2 separate regions of the Mus musculus genome follow, and region 1 is linked to region 2. Evidence: chromatin contacts called from public HiChIP or PLAC-seq data. All regions are on one chromosome and are shown on one strand. Each heading gives the region's core, a stretch centred on a gene start, on an enhancer-like site or on the middle of the called end of the contact. The rest is flanking DNA. Distances are from core to core; before and after follow the strand shown.

Region 1 (6,704 bases), core at 2,704-5,203, 1.0 Mb after region 2:
CACGGACAGTTTCATGGTATTGGCTAGGACTACATGGGGCTCTGTCTCAGGAACAAAGCGTCTCCAAGAACCACAACCTCCTCATACCACATTTGTCACCTGGAATGCAGTGTAAGCATCAAAGATTATACTCTCAGCAGAGCCTCCTAGCCTCCAAGCCCCCCCCCCCCCCCCCCCCCCCGTGCTGAGCTATAAACTATTCATCTAAAATCGTTTCAGGTCACCAAAGGAAACGTGCCCTACAATTTTAGCTAAGAAATAATACATTAGTGCTGCTGACTACAAACACAAACGAATCTCATTTCCTTCCAGCACATCTATGTAAGTCTAAGTCTATGTAAAAACGTGAGAGAGAGAAAGAAAGAATATCCTTTCAACGTTGAAAACTACAAGGCTTCACAATACTGTATTTAAAGAGCTCCATCCAGGCCAGGCATAGTAGTGATGGCATACACCTTAATATTAGAACTCAGGAGGCAGAGGCAGGCTATCTGTCCGAATCCAAGCCATTCTGGCCCACACAGTAAATTCCAAGCCAGCATGGCTATACGGTAAGACCCTGTATCAAAAGCAAAACAAAAATCTCTCCTGTCAAAACCTAGCTCCTTTCCAGTCAGACATTTGGATTACTTTGAATATTTTGCTACTCTAAAGCCATGCAGAAAGAACATCTCCCACACTGTAATGTTCGTATTGCCATGAAACCCTCCAAGCATAGATGTGTCTCTCTGTGTTCTTGAGAATATGTCACTTCCCTGTAGTCTCACCTTGGATCTAATGGAGAGGTTTGCTTGGGAGATCATTAACCAAATGTCTGCTGAGGATGACTATAGAAGGATACACGTTGCCTTGGCTGAGTGTTATCTCCGTGGCTTCTGATATCAGGCTATCTTACGGGCTGTTCTGGTTTATGAACTTTTACTCCTCATAGTACTTGTCAGAGCCTCTAAAACATTTCCTCACATGCTTTATAATGCTGCCTTAAGCTGTTTATCTTCCCCGGATCACACATCCCCCCACACAGTTCCCCCACGCCCTATGGGAACCTTTCCTGAACACATCAGTCAGTCAGTCCTCCTGGCTGGTCACCATGTAGTCTGCACTCACTTTGGATATATCTTGGCTCCCTGGCTGAACTCATGGCTCCTATGGACCAATACCAAGCCAGCCTGTCTCACTCATCACAGACCATGCCAGGCCCCTGCACAAGCAGGCACTCAATAAATACTTTCCTCAGTTTGCAGAATGTTCTCCTATGTCATTTCCATGAAAACAAAAAACCAAAACAAAACAAAACGTCAAAGCTCACAAATAAAAGTCTCCCTATTTATTGTTCAGAAAGCTGATGGAGTTAGGAATGAGGTTACTGAGACATCTTTTATGCTCTGATGTATTATGTGAACAAAAGCCAGGGCGGGTTTCAGGAAAGCAAACAGTGTCACTTTCTCACATTGGGAGTGAGACCTGGTTTTCAGATCAAGGTGCATTCAAAGGGATCTAGCCAACGCAGCTAAGTCTTGAGTGGCATATAAGAATACAGTTAGGCTAATTCTGGAATATGTTCTTCTGGATGCTCTAAGAACTGGCGTGGGTTTTTCACAATGGCCGAGAAAACGTTAAATGTATACTATATCTAAACAGAGGGCCCCGAAGATAACCATTTACTTTCCCTTCCTTGACCACTCCTTGTTACTGATCACTACAAATACCATTTAAACGATACTGTCTCTTTAAGCGCAGCATACAGGCCCTACTAAGGGCACCAGCAACTTTCCTGCTGCTAGGAGCACTACTCTCAGTCATCCAGAAGGAGGGACACTGAACAATCATCTACTGGATGAGAAGACCAGCAAAGCTTTGCTGCTGTGATCAGACACCACAGCACCAGCGTATGTGAACTGCTCTAAAAACAAAGAGCTTGGCTCACTCTCCTGATCCCAGATCACAACTAAATCACATTTTACTCTTCAGATATTAAAAAAGGCAGATAGGGACACCATATGAATAAGCCATGCTATGTTGTTTATACCAGTAAACATACATACATGCATAGCGGTAATTATTTTTTATTGTATTAAAGCAGGATCCTGGGAGGGCTGGGAAGTGAGTGTTTTGGAGTGCATTATGTAAAGTTCCCAAAGAATCAATAAAAATATGTTGGGAAAAAGAATGCGTCTATTGAAACAGCCCTAACCTCCTCTGTGAAAGAGCCGGGGACTGGGGACACAAGAACAAGTACCAAGGGTAGTTGTGAGTACCTTGTAGTTGTCGAATTAGTTTTCATTCTGACTTTGGCTCTCCTCCCTTGCCCCACAGCTGAGCTATACAAGCACAAGTTGATTCAGCGTTGTGTATGTAGGTGCACCTGTGCAGAGGCTGGCAGTGTCTGGCATTTCAGTCACCCTGCACCTTAATTTTTGCGACAAGGCTTCTCCCTGAACCTGAAGATCATTCGTGCGTCTAGGCAAACTATCCAGTGAGCTCCAGGGATCCACAGGTTGTGGCCCCAGTGCTGAAGTTAGAGGCATAGGCCCAGTGAGCATGTGGGTGCTAGGGACCCTAACTCAGGGCATGATGCACGGCAAGCACTTTACCAACTGAGCCATTTCCTCAGCCGGCAAGTTCAACTGCTTTAGTCACGATTTTGTGGATGTAAAACTTTAGCAACTTGGCATGATTGTAAACTTTGGCTTTTTCTAATAACTCTTTCCACATCATGCATAGCAGCAGCTGGGAATAAATCAGTAATTTTACAAAAGACAAATTAATGGAAACACATGTTGTCATCCAGAAATTCTTGTTTGGGATAAATCATACTAAGATAACCACTCTATCCTGTAACAACGCAGTGGGGACTTACTTGGATGCACTCATGTAAGTCACCTAAGGGCACCAAGGAGATTCGTGCTGCCGGTTTGGATACTAGCTGTCCTTATTCGCAACTCCTCGCCTCACTGTGCCTCGGGTTTTGGGTCTATATAGGACACCGAGGAGAAATGCCAGAGTTGAGGCTCTGAGCTGTGGGGGCGGGGTGGAGGCATAGCCAAGCCTGCACATAGGAACGTGCGAGCTTCCGGACTTTAACAAACCAAACCACTCATATCTCCTTCCATCTTAAGCTTCTAATCAAGCTGGTTAGCTCTTCCTTCTGACGCCAGAAAGGACTGCACTTGAGCAGTACTCAGCAGACCCTGGCTGAGTTCAGAGACAAGCCTGCTGGCCAAACCTGCCAGGCCACCCCTCAGGTGTATCACTTCCTAGAAGCCTCTGGGGGCTCTTTGTCACTTGCACACGACACCCTACAGTCTCAGCTGCCTGGGCCAGCCCCAGAGGCCCAGACCCCCTCCTTGCTGTGGGCTCCTTAGGATTCCCTGGCTGTGGCTACTCCCATCCGGGTTTGCGCCCTTATCCTGCTAGTCACCGACTGCCGTGTCCTTGGCAAAGTTTCTCAGTCTCTCTGTTGACTCATTGGGGAAACTGAAGATCCAAACAGTGGCAGACAGGGATGCTCCGGGGATCAGCGAGCAGCAGAGCCCCTGAGTCCTGGAAACTAGGCTGGCGCCTTCTCCACGACACTGCCCTGTAGCCCGGCGCCTTGGAGGGCGGGTTCCTGAGGTCCGACAGGGCAGGGCAATGCCGGGGCTAAGGCAGTAGGTAACCCGCCCCACTCAACCGTTCCTTTCCGGGACCGTGGTCTCGTTGGCCCAAGCCGGCCAAGCAGTCCTGGGCAAGCTCAGCAACAGGAGGCCACTCACCACTACGTGCGCGCCGGGCAGCGCGAGGGGCTTGGGACTGATGAGCGGCGACACCATGTAGAGGAGCAGCACGAAGGCCACGAGGCCGGCAGCGGCCAACAGCAACATCTCTGCCGAGCGACTACTGGGAGATCACATGCACCAGCAGCCGGGAGTGTTTGGGTTTGCGAGCGAGGGCGGGACGGCGGCGAAGGGAAGAGGAGGAGCCTGGGCGGGGCGGTCTCCGCTGTCGGACTAGCTCCTGGGCCCGCGCCCCCTTCAGCTTCAGGCTGCGGCTGCGCAGGCTGTGCGTGCGTAGGCTCCGGGTACTTGGCCTCCCCGTTGGCCCGCCCGCCAACGTCGTGGGAGGCTTGCAAACGGTGGCTTTTGGATCCACGGATTTTGTTCTGTGCCTAAGTCCTGGTATTCTTCTTTGAAATCACAGATTCCAGTTCGTGTATTTATGGCTCACTCAGAAAATGGTCACCGCTCCCTTTCGCTTTGAGCGTTGACTTGGATTTCTGATAATTGAATTTCGCTGAAAACTGTACATACATCCTGTAACCAAAGCAGATGCAAACGCGGAGGCGCGGGGAGCCACCGTTGTAGAGATTTAATTCCAACATCTGGTCCACCGACTTAAAATAGTTTTAGTTTAGTGTCTAAACTATCGCCACAGTCTTTTGTCGCCCTACACAGCAACCCTATAGTCATTAACAGTCACAGTTCAGTTTCTCTCTCTCTCTCTCTGTATAGCCCTGGCTGTCCTGGAACTCACTTTGTAGACCAGGCTGGCCACGAACTCAGAAATCCACCTGCCTCTGCCTCCCGAGTGCTGGGATTAAACGCGTGCACCACAACGCCCAGCTCATTTTCTCTTAAATGGTGCAGTTATAGGCAATCACAAAGCTCTCTGGACTTGTCTATTCATACAAGTGGAGTTCTAATAATATGCCCTCTGCAGTGCCTAGCTTCTTTGACTTAGCATACTAAGATTCTTCCATACTGTACCTATCAGTATTTAATTTCTTTTTATTGTTGATAATATCCTAGTGTAGGCTAGATTATTTTTTCACTCATCACTTTTTGATCAAAACAATAACAAAAGAAAAAAAAAGCTACTGGATCCAAAAGGAAGGAAGGTCTTTTGCTAGAAAGCTTTAAGTCCTGTGCTAGATCCCTCTGGCCCCACAAGGTAGGTTGTCCTCTGACCTCTACTAGTATGTCTTGGCGTTCACCATCACACTCACTGAATACATTTTTGGTAAGGTCATGTATGGCCAGCCTCCTTTAAACAAAGCCATTCCTATTAAACCTCCCCAAAGCAAAGAAAGAACTTACTTTCTGGATTAGGATGATATAAAGCTAACATCTAGCCTTTGGCCAAAGCTCATTTGAGCAAAACAAACCTCCAACACTTGGAGGGTTCACTGGGTAGCCAGAGATTTTAAACTCTATTTCTCAATATAGCTGGCTATCCATATTGTATTATAATCGTAACAAAGAACAACCTGTGCTATTGTGTCACAGTAAGGTATTAAATCCCAAATCTATGTACTTTCACATATAAGCTTTTGAGTGTGCATGCTTTGGCTCTCTCATCGCTGGCCCTCAAGCCACTCTGCAACAGCATTTGAAGGGCTCTGCCAGACCATTTTCTTAAGTAGTAGCATAACTTTTCACTCAGCTAGGTCAACTCCAGACTTTCAAACCCTCTACTCCAAAACTCTTTTCCTCAGGATTATTAAAACCTTTCCATAGTGGGTTTTGTTTTTTTGGTAAATATTTTTCCTTTTTTTTTTTTTTATTTAAAGAAATGTAGTTGTGGTTACAAACAGCAAAAGGAATTAATCTTTTTCTTTTATTGATCTGTGCCCAGTGTTAGTTCATAGATGTGAGGGAACAATTCCCAGGACCTGTAAAACTAGGTGGAAGTTGAAGGGCTCCCAACCCCTCTGGTTGAAGGGAAGTTTGTTGGATGGACTCGTAGTGCTCCAGAAAAGCTGTCACACTCCTGATTATGTTTATCACAGGGAAGGAAACAGATCAGTACACCAAGAAACAGTGCCCAGGGCAGGTGGGAGGGCTCAAACACAAAGCTACTGTTGTAGCCTCCCATAGACTTGGTGTGCTGCTTTTAAAGCCCCTCTTGAAGTGTCATTCTTTGAGACGTGGAGTCCAAGGGGGATCTATGAGCCTAAAGTGGTATCATTCCGACAGGTCATGTGATGATGAACTGGACTGTATAGAGCTGGAATTTAGCATTGAGACCCAGTCTTTTGACTCTTTTTTTTTCTTTCTTTTTTCTTTTTTAATTGCTGTTCTTTTTCAGAGAGAAGCTCTCATGAGCTCTGGCAGGCCTGATAAATGGCAATGTGCTTAGTGTTGCAGCCAAGGAAACTCACCTGCATTCCATGTCCAGAATTTTGATTGTGATCTAAGTATATAGCCTTGACTGAAAGAAGTCAATATAGTGGGAGTCCTAAATAACTTTGCTCATCTTGCAGGCATCATCAGCCCCACCCTAAAGTCCTGTTTGGCCAGCCTCCCTTAAACAAAGATATCCCTATTAAGCCTCCCAAAAACAAAGAAAGAACTTACTTCTTGGATAAGAATGAATTCTGATAAGTAGATAACATCTAGCCTTTGGGCAAAGCTCACTTCAGTAAAACAAACCTCTAATACTTGAAGGGTCCACAGGGAAGCCAGAGGCTTTTAACGCTATTTCTCTATATTTGGCTATCTGTAGAGTAAATCTCACCAAAGAACACCTTGTGATATTGTGTCCCAGTAAGGTACTGTGGTGTACACATAAACCCCAGCACTTGAGAGGCGAAGAGGGGAGGATCAGTCATTAAGGTTATTCTCTGCTATACCTTAAGTCCAAGATAGCCTAGGCTACATGGTACCCTGTCTCAAAAAGTGTCAAAAGATACTGATCATTACCAAGTTCCTGCTATATCCAGTTGT
Region 2 (6,996 bases), core at 2,853-5,352:
CCATAGGTGTATAGGTTTACTTCTGGGTCTTCGAATCCATAAACCAGAAAGGAACCCAAAGAAATCAAGTCTTAGAAAGAAAAGTTTAGAATAACAAAATAGCAGAAAGAGTAAAATATGCAAGTTTTTCAAATTTTAGTAAGACGCTGCAATAGATTTAATACTACTGAAAACTGAGCATATGTTGTGAATGATAAAATATCAGTAAACCACTGTGTTGCCTCTTGAAGGACTGAAGAGTTATTTGCTCAGACGTCTGTTTCTAACAATTTGTATGAACTCTTCAATAGTAGTTCATAATTTATAGTGGTGGACAGAGTGTAAATGTAGAGCTCCTCTTAATATGATTATGTAAAATATCTTGAAAGGCATGAGAGCCTTTCTAAATGGCATGAGTTTGTTTTATCAGCCGCTTGATAATCTTGATAGCCAAGTGGCACATTTACTGTTTCACTCAGTATAAGTTTACAGACGTTCATATAATAACCCAGCAACTCCTCTGGAAATGTCACTATAATTTAAACATTCCTATTCTAATCACTTTTCATGAACTTAGCCATTTATCTATCCATCCTTCTTTTACTCAACACACACACACAAATAGGTTATAACCTCTGAAAGTTGGTTTCAAGCAACTTCTTGGTGGTGAGATCCAGTTTCACTTTCATTATAAAAGGCTTTGAACTCTGAATTATGTACAGGTGAATAAAGGAACCATTATTCAGTGTATTGAATAAACAGGGAATCTCTGCAGTATTTTCATTCTTATTCCAGTGACCCCTGTCGAGTTTGTACACTTTAGTTACCTGAGGGTATCTAATTTATATTATCTTTTTGCTTTTCTTTTTCATGCTTGATTTCTCTTAGGAATTTCCATTTTTCCCACATAGATGAACATGCTATAACCATGGCTTCATTACAATTAGTCTTTATAAAAATAATACATGAATATTTGATAAACTGATTTATCCTTAAACTAGTTGCTGTGAGAGGAGTACAGTGTTTAGGCCACAATCAACAGATAAGAAAAAAAATAGAAATTTATTTTTTTCTAAAGCAGTGGTTCTCAACCTTCCTAATGCTGCATGTGAGTGACCCTTTAATACAGTTCCTCGTGTTGTGGTAATACCTGAACATGAAACAATTTTCGGTGCTACTTCATAACTTTAAATTTGCTACTGTTAAAATAAGTTATATTGTAAATATCTGACATATAAGATCCTTGTAAAAGGGTAGGTTGACCACAAAGGGGTCACAACCCACAGGTTGACAACCACTGATCTAAATGGTGATTTGATTGCTAGTCATACATAGAAAATGTATGCCCTAAAACAGAAGCTAAAAAAAAAAGCTCATATTTCCAATTGTAGGAGAAGACCTGCATTGTTCTTATAACAAAATTTGGCTCTTTGTCAGAATCTCACAAAATTCAGCATCTTTACCTTTCCTGATCTTCTCAAGATTATTGAGAACAGAAGCCATTTTGTTGTCAGAGTCCCTGAGGAAGAGCAGGAGCAAGTTCACTGGCTATAGTAGTTCTGAAACTTTATTGCCCATCACAAACATACTTGAGTGACATGACACTATGTAGGTTCCTCAGGATCACACCAGTTTCTGAGGGAATCAGATCTGTTCTTTCAACATCCACTAGGTGAAAACTCTGCAGAGTGGATGGGGCAGAACTTCTGGAACAAGTCCTTCCGGGAGCATTCATGCAGTCCGTAACAGATAGTGTAGACTTGCCATTGGACAGCACCCTGCACACAGGAACTTAAGTGTGTTGTCTACCTCAAGAAGTGAAATGTTGGAGCACTAAGGAAAGCTGCAAGGGTAGCCTGAAGAAAGCAGCCTGGCAGTAGAGAGAGAAGAACCAGAAGATAAAATAATGTGCTGGGATGTTTTTCTCTTGCAATCTTTACCTTAATAACAAAGGTTATTTTGCTTTTATTTTGTAAAACAGAGTTGTGCTTCCTAAGTATTTATCTAATTTTTACAGCTGCTTTTTTTAGAACGTCTTCTAATGATTCATTTATATAAAAGTCATAAACAAATGAGTCCTGAGACATAAAGCTGAGAAGTTAAAATAGAAAGTACTCTAAAGTAATGACCTCGCAGCCTAATATACCCTGAAATTTATACTATGTGTCTCTCATTCTCAAAGACTCTACCCAAGAGCAAAGTGGAGAGATGCATCCTCAGGATACAGCCAAAGTTAGGTGACATTGGCAGCCAGCACGCTCACTAAACAAGTAGGGATGAGGGAATTAGTTCACTGTGAAAATACTATTCAATTTCAATGTTTTCTAAGGACAATTTGGTGATAATATACAGGAAAGTGCATATCTCATTTTCTTCTTTAAAAAATGTGTCTTTCCCTGTCTTAGTAGCAGAGTAATAAATAAAATACCTTCTTTGAATTTGCATTCTAAGTTTTCGAGGCAAAACTTAAACATAACTGCTGCCACCTGGTGGCAGGAATAAAGTATCCCTGTCTACTGTGTTTTATCTTACAGAAAGACAACTTTTTATTTTTAAAAAGAATAAAAATCAATAATCAATATTATTATATAAATGAAAAGTGGATATAAATATTTGTTAGTATTTGTTTGATAGGTAACCACTTGCTATTTTTCTTTAGTTAATCTCAGACTTCTTTAACAGTATCCCAGTAAAACTTAATTTACACTCCATGATGGTTCTTTTTTCAGTTCTTTGATAATAACCATAAATAATATCAGATTTCTAACTAAATCATTTGATAATCAGTTTTATTTTTTACTGTATAGCCTACATCCAGGGCTATTAATAAGGTGTTGGGCATCTGACCTTTTCTATTTTGAACTGCTTTTCAGAGTTATCACTTTTTCCTATTGATGTTTAGATGTGTTTAGTATAGTGGTGGTGCATGATTTCAACCTCTATACATATATATCATGAAGAAATATTTTAAATGCTTAAAATTTGTGTGCCAATGAATATGACCACTGTCTGGAGGTGCATGTAGGTTAGCCAGAGGGCAACTTGGGTATTTTTCTTAGGCACCAATCCAGCATTTTAATTTTGTTGGCACTAATGATTGATCCCAGAGACTCACGAATGATAGTCAAATGCTCTACTACTAACCTACAGCTCTAGACCTGACCCTTAAAACAGTTCTTTGGGGGCCTAGAGGAGAACAGGCTGGGCTGACAGGCCAGAGAGCACATAGATCTGCCTGCCTCTACCTCCCCTGAACTGGGCTTACAAGTATACCTAGATTTTTCTGTGTTATTTATGAGAAAATTGAATAACTGTAATTATCTAACATTTATGGAATATATACATATGTATGTAGTTGGTACAAAAAATAATCAGTTATTCGAAATTTCTCATGAGGAAGCAGATGACAGGATTTCTTGTATTTCCTGTTATTCCCTTTAGTTTACCTGACTTCCTAAGGTGGGAGAATGGAAAAATCAAAAAGAAAAACTGGGAAATTAAAACAGAGGGTGATAAAGACATTATTAACTTGACCAATTGGGGAACAGCAATAAGAATACTTAGAATTGATTTTTTTTTTCTTGTTTATTTTTGAGTTCGGTTTGGTTGGAGTTTGTTTTAAAACATGGTCTTACCATGTAGCCCTTACTAGCCTGGAACTTATGCAGGTCAGACTGGCCTCCACTCATAATGATCTGCCTGACTCGCCAAGGATCACTTGGGGGTGGGAGATGTTCTTGAGGAAGGGGTGTTTGGGAGGAGCCAAAGAAATGACTCCCAAGTTGGGTGCAAGCTGACAACCCCATGTTCTACTCCTGCTGGCTCTCTAGACAGCTCATCCAGATAACTCAGCTCTCACAGACCAAAACCTAGTCTTTTATTGCATATCAATTCAATCATCCACTCTAGGTTCCTTTTGATTATCTCATAAGTCAGCATTTTATGACCTTAGCCCCTGGATTCTTAGAAAAGGACTTGTACATTTTAAAAAAAAAAAAAAAAAAAAAAAACAATGGCAGATGATTCAGAGATCTGCCTGCCTTTGTAAGCACAAACAGTAAGCTACTGGCTAAAATCACCGTTCCCACCACACCTGAGCCTAACCTTGCTCTGTTCCAGACTGACCTTGAACTCAGGAATGTGTCTGCTTTTGTAAGCACAAAGAATAAAGTGGTGGTTTCTTGCTCCGCAACCACCACTACCCAAATCTCTTTCTCTCCTTTTATATCTTTCTGATCTGCTAGCTCATAATGCTGCCACCTCTGACCTTTTAGGTCAGTGAGACCCCTCATATAATTCATATTGCATCTATATTTTGCATAATTGAGAAAACCTGTTTATATTTTCAAACTCATGGTTTTAGAGTTCTTTCCCAGTCTTAGGACTGTCCTGAAAGTCACAGCATTTGTTTTTGCTAAGAACATAGATACACTGTTTCTAATTATCATAGAGTCATTAACCTTGGGGGGGGGTATATTTCCCAAAGGAGGAAAATAAATTTATGCACATCATTTTACAAGAACAAGCCATACAGTACATACACAGCAACCATCAGAACATCAGCCCACACCCTGCTGGCTCTGCTCCGGGGGCAGGAACCATGTCACACTGTCACTTCCATGGCCACCTTTCCTTCAAAGTGCTAGTATTAAAGGTTGTGCCACCATTCCTGGCTATTTAACTCTTTTTTTAAGTTGTGGTCATGGTTTTATTTTATTTTATTTTATTTTATTTTATTTTTGGCTGTCCTGGAACTCACTTTGTAGACCAGGCTGGCCTTGAACTCTGAAATCCACCTGCCTCTGCCTCCCAAGTACTGGGATCAAAGGCGTGCGCCACCATGCCCGACATAGTTCTATTTTCTGATGCACATTCAAGGATTTTTTTTTTCCCTATTATTTTTCAGGCAAATGATACTGACAGGATGTGTGGCATTTGCACGTCATGTTGGACCAACACGTGTGGAGGCTGAACTTTTACCTCAGTGTTGGGAACAGGTAAGTTAACTGTTTTTGTTAGTATTTTGCTCTTATTTTTGAAGGTTTATAATTTCTAAATGCCATGAGAAAATCCATGGAATGTAAATTATGCTACCTTCCATAGCTCGGCACATGGTTTATTTGCACAAAAGAATACTCTGGAATACCCTGCTTCATTCATTCATTCTGCAGATATTTTAAAAACACTAATTCCAGTGCCGGTTACTAGTATAGTAATGAGAATAACAGTGTGAAGAAAGACAGAGGCATCCTAGTGAGGAGATGAGAGGAGACAAAGACATGATGTGCTTTCTTGTGTTGGTATGTGGGAAGAAAAGCTAAGTAGAAGAAAGTTGAACATGACAGAATGTGTTGTCCTCCACTTGTAAAGTCCACACAGTGTTTGGTGAGTTTAAGGAAGAGGTAGCAGTGTGTGCTCTCACACAAATGGAGGACATACACAGTTTGTATATTTAGGTTTATTTTAGATTCATGCAGTATGCAAAGTGTAGACCATTGATATAGCAGGTTTGTATATTTATAATAAAATTCTTTTTCTGGAGTAGTTTTACTTTTATAATGTATACTAATATTCCAGTCCTTCAAAGAACTCTGATTTTGTAGACATAATAAGTCATTAGCACCTTTAAAAAGTACTTTCTCATTATAGAGACAAGCTTATAAAGCCGAATTTACAATATTACAGTCTCTTATTCTTAAGAAAAATATTGGTCACAGGTAACACCAAAAGTTCTAGTCCTAATTTCTTTGGGCATTTATTACTAAAGTAGTAGAGCTATCAGGTTCAGTGTGTAAAGTGAACAATGTGGTAATACTTACCTTTGACAATGGCAGACAACATCTTTTTATTACAAAGCATGTAAATTTAGGGTGTATTTCTAGTTGTTTAAAGTCAAAATTAACTTCGATGCACCATGAAACCTTGAGTTGATAAATCTGTGCAATTATTCACGTGTGCATATAAATGTTTTATAGTTTTTCCATTTTCCCTTTATAACTTGCATTTATCAAACTGAGCATGGTGGTAAACCCATATAATCCCAGCACTTAGGAGATAGAGACAGGAGAAGTCAAGGCTAGACCCTGTCTCAAAAACCCTAAAAAAATTTTTTTAATTACACCAGTCATGGTGGTACATGTCTATAATCTCAGTACTAGTGAAGCTCACTATCAAAAGATGGTGTGAGTTCTAGGCCAACCAGTATTACAGTAGTGAATTGAAAGGAAGCCTGGGCTACTTTCTCAAAAGCATTCCAGAAGAGAGTTTTGTTAAATCCAGTGCCACCTAGAGTGTAATTACTAAATGGTTTTGGTGTGTTCATAGAGTATTTACATTCATTTCTGCATTCAGTTTGAAACTTGAAGCCTTTTATTACTCCCAACACAACTGTGCTCCTAGGTTTGCTGTAGCTATTGTAGGTCTCTTAAATCTCCATGTGAATTTTAAGATCTGCTTCTCATTTCTGCAAAGAAGCCAGCTGGAAGGTTGATTGGTTGGATGGGTTGGGTTGGTTGGTTGGTTGGTTGGTTTGTTTGTTGAGGCAGGTTTTCTCGGAGACCCTAGCTGTCCTGGAATTCACTCTGTAGACAAGGCTGGCCTCTTAACTCAGAGATCGCATTGCCTCTGCCTCCCCAAGTACTGAGATTAAAGGTATGTGTCACCACTGCCTGACTTTTAAATTTATTGATTCTACAGATTGATCTGGAAAGGATTTCAATCCTAATCTAAGTTTAGGGTGACTTTCCATACATCAAAGTCTTTTATAATATCCTACAACAGTGGTTTGTAGTTTTCAGAATGTACGTTTTGTACTTCATTCTTTAAGTACTTTAGTTGTAAACTGAAAGAGACTCTTTTTCCTTTGTTAAGTGCAGAAATACAATTGATTTTGAGTGTGTACTTAAATGAGACACAGTACACTAGGCTGGGACGGAATGAGATGGAACTTTATACAGCACACTAATGTTAAGACTTTCTCTGCTGTCAGAGCAGTTGTGAGTGGATTAAATTTAGCTC

The links. HiChIP or PLAC-seq counts read pairs in DNA pulled down with a chosen protein or histone mark.
Region 1: a contact with region 2 is called in an H3K27ac HiChIP or PLAC-seq map of embryonic stem cells, with 4 times the contacts expected there. The contact joins the promoter of Kdsr here to the enhancer-like site in region 2. A contact is called at or near these places in 3 of 39 promoter capture datasets (hippocampal neurons, liver and pre-B cells), 6 of 115 datasets of contacts at active chromatin or transcription factors (astrocytes, bone marrow-derived macrophages, differentiating embryonic stem cells and 3 more) and 1 of 9 other capture datasets (liver).

What each region holds. Positions count from the first base shown.
Region 1 is chr1:106,755,789-106,762,492 of GRCm38.p6, forward strand. Kdsr (3-ketodihydrosphingosine reductase) reads right to left here and starts at 3,954. Exons shown (of 10, transcript NM_027534.2): 1 at 3,756-3,954. The coding sequence starts at 3,863.
Region 2 is chr1:105,708,964-105,715,959 of GRCm38.p6, forward strand. Relch (RAB11 binding and LisH domain, coiled-coil and HEAT repeat containing) reads left to right here. Exons shown (of 29, transcript NM_173187.4): 12 at 4,886-4,976. Among named protein-coding and RNA genes, the nearest start is that of Relch, 49 kb to the left of the region's middle. Within about 2 kb of position 4,103, at least 4 of the 459 cell types and tissues checked have an H3K27ac peak or open chromatin away from gene starts, as enhancers often do. A contact at or near this core is called in embryonic stem cells, where this site is marked.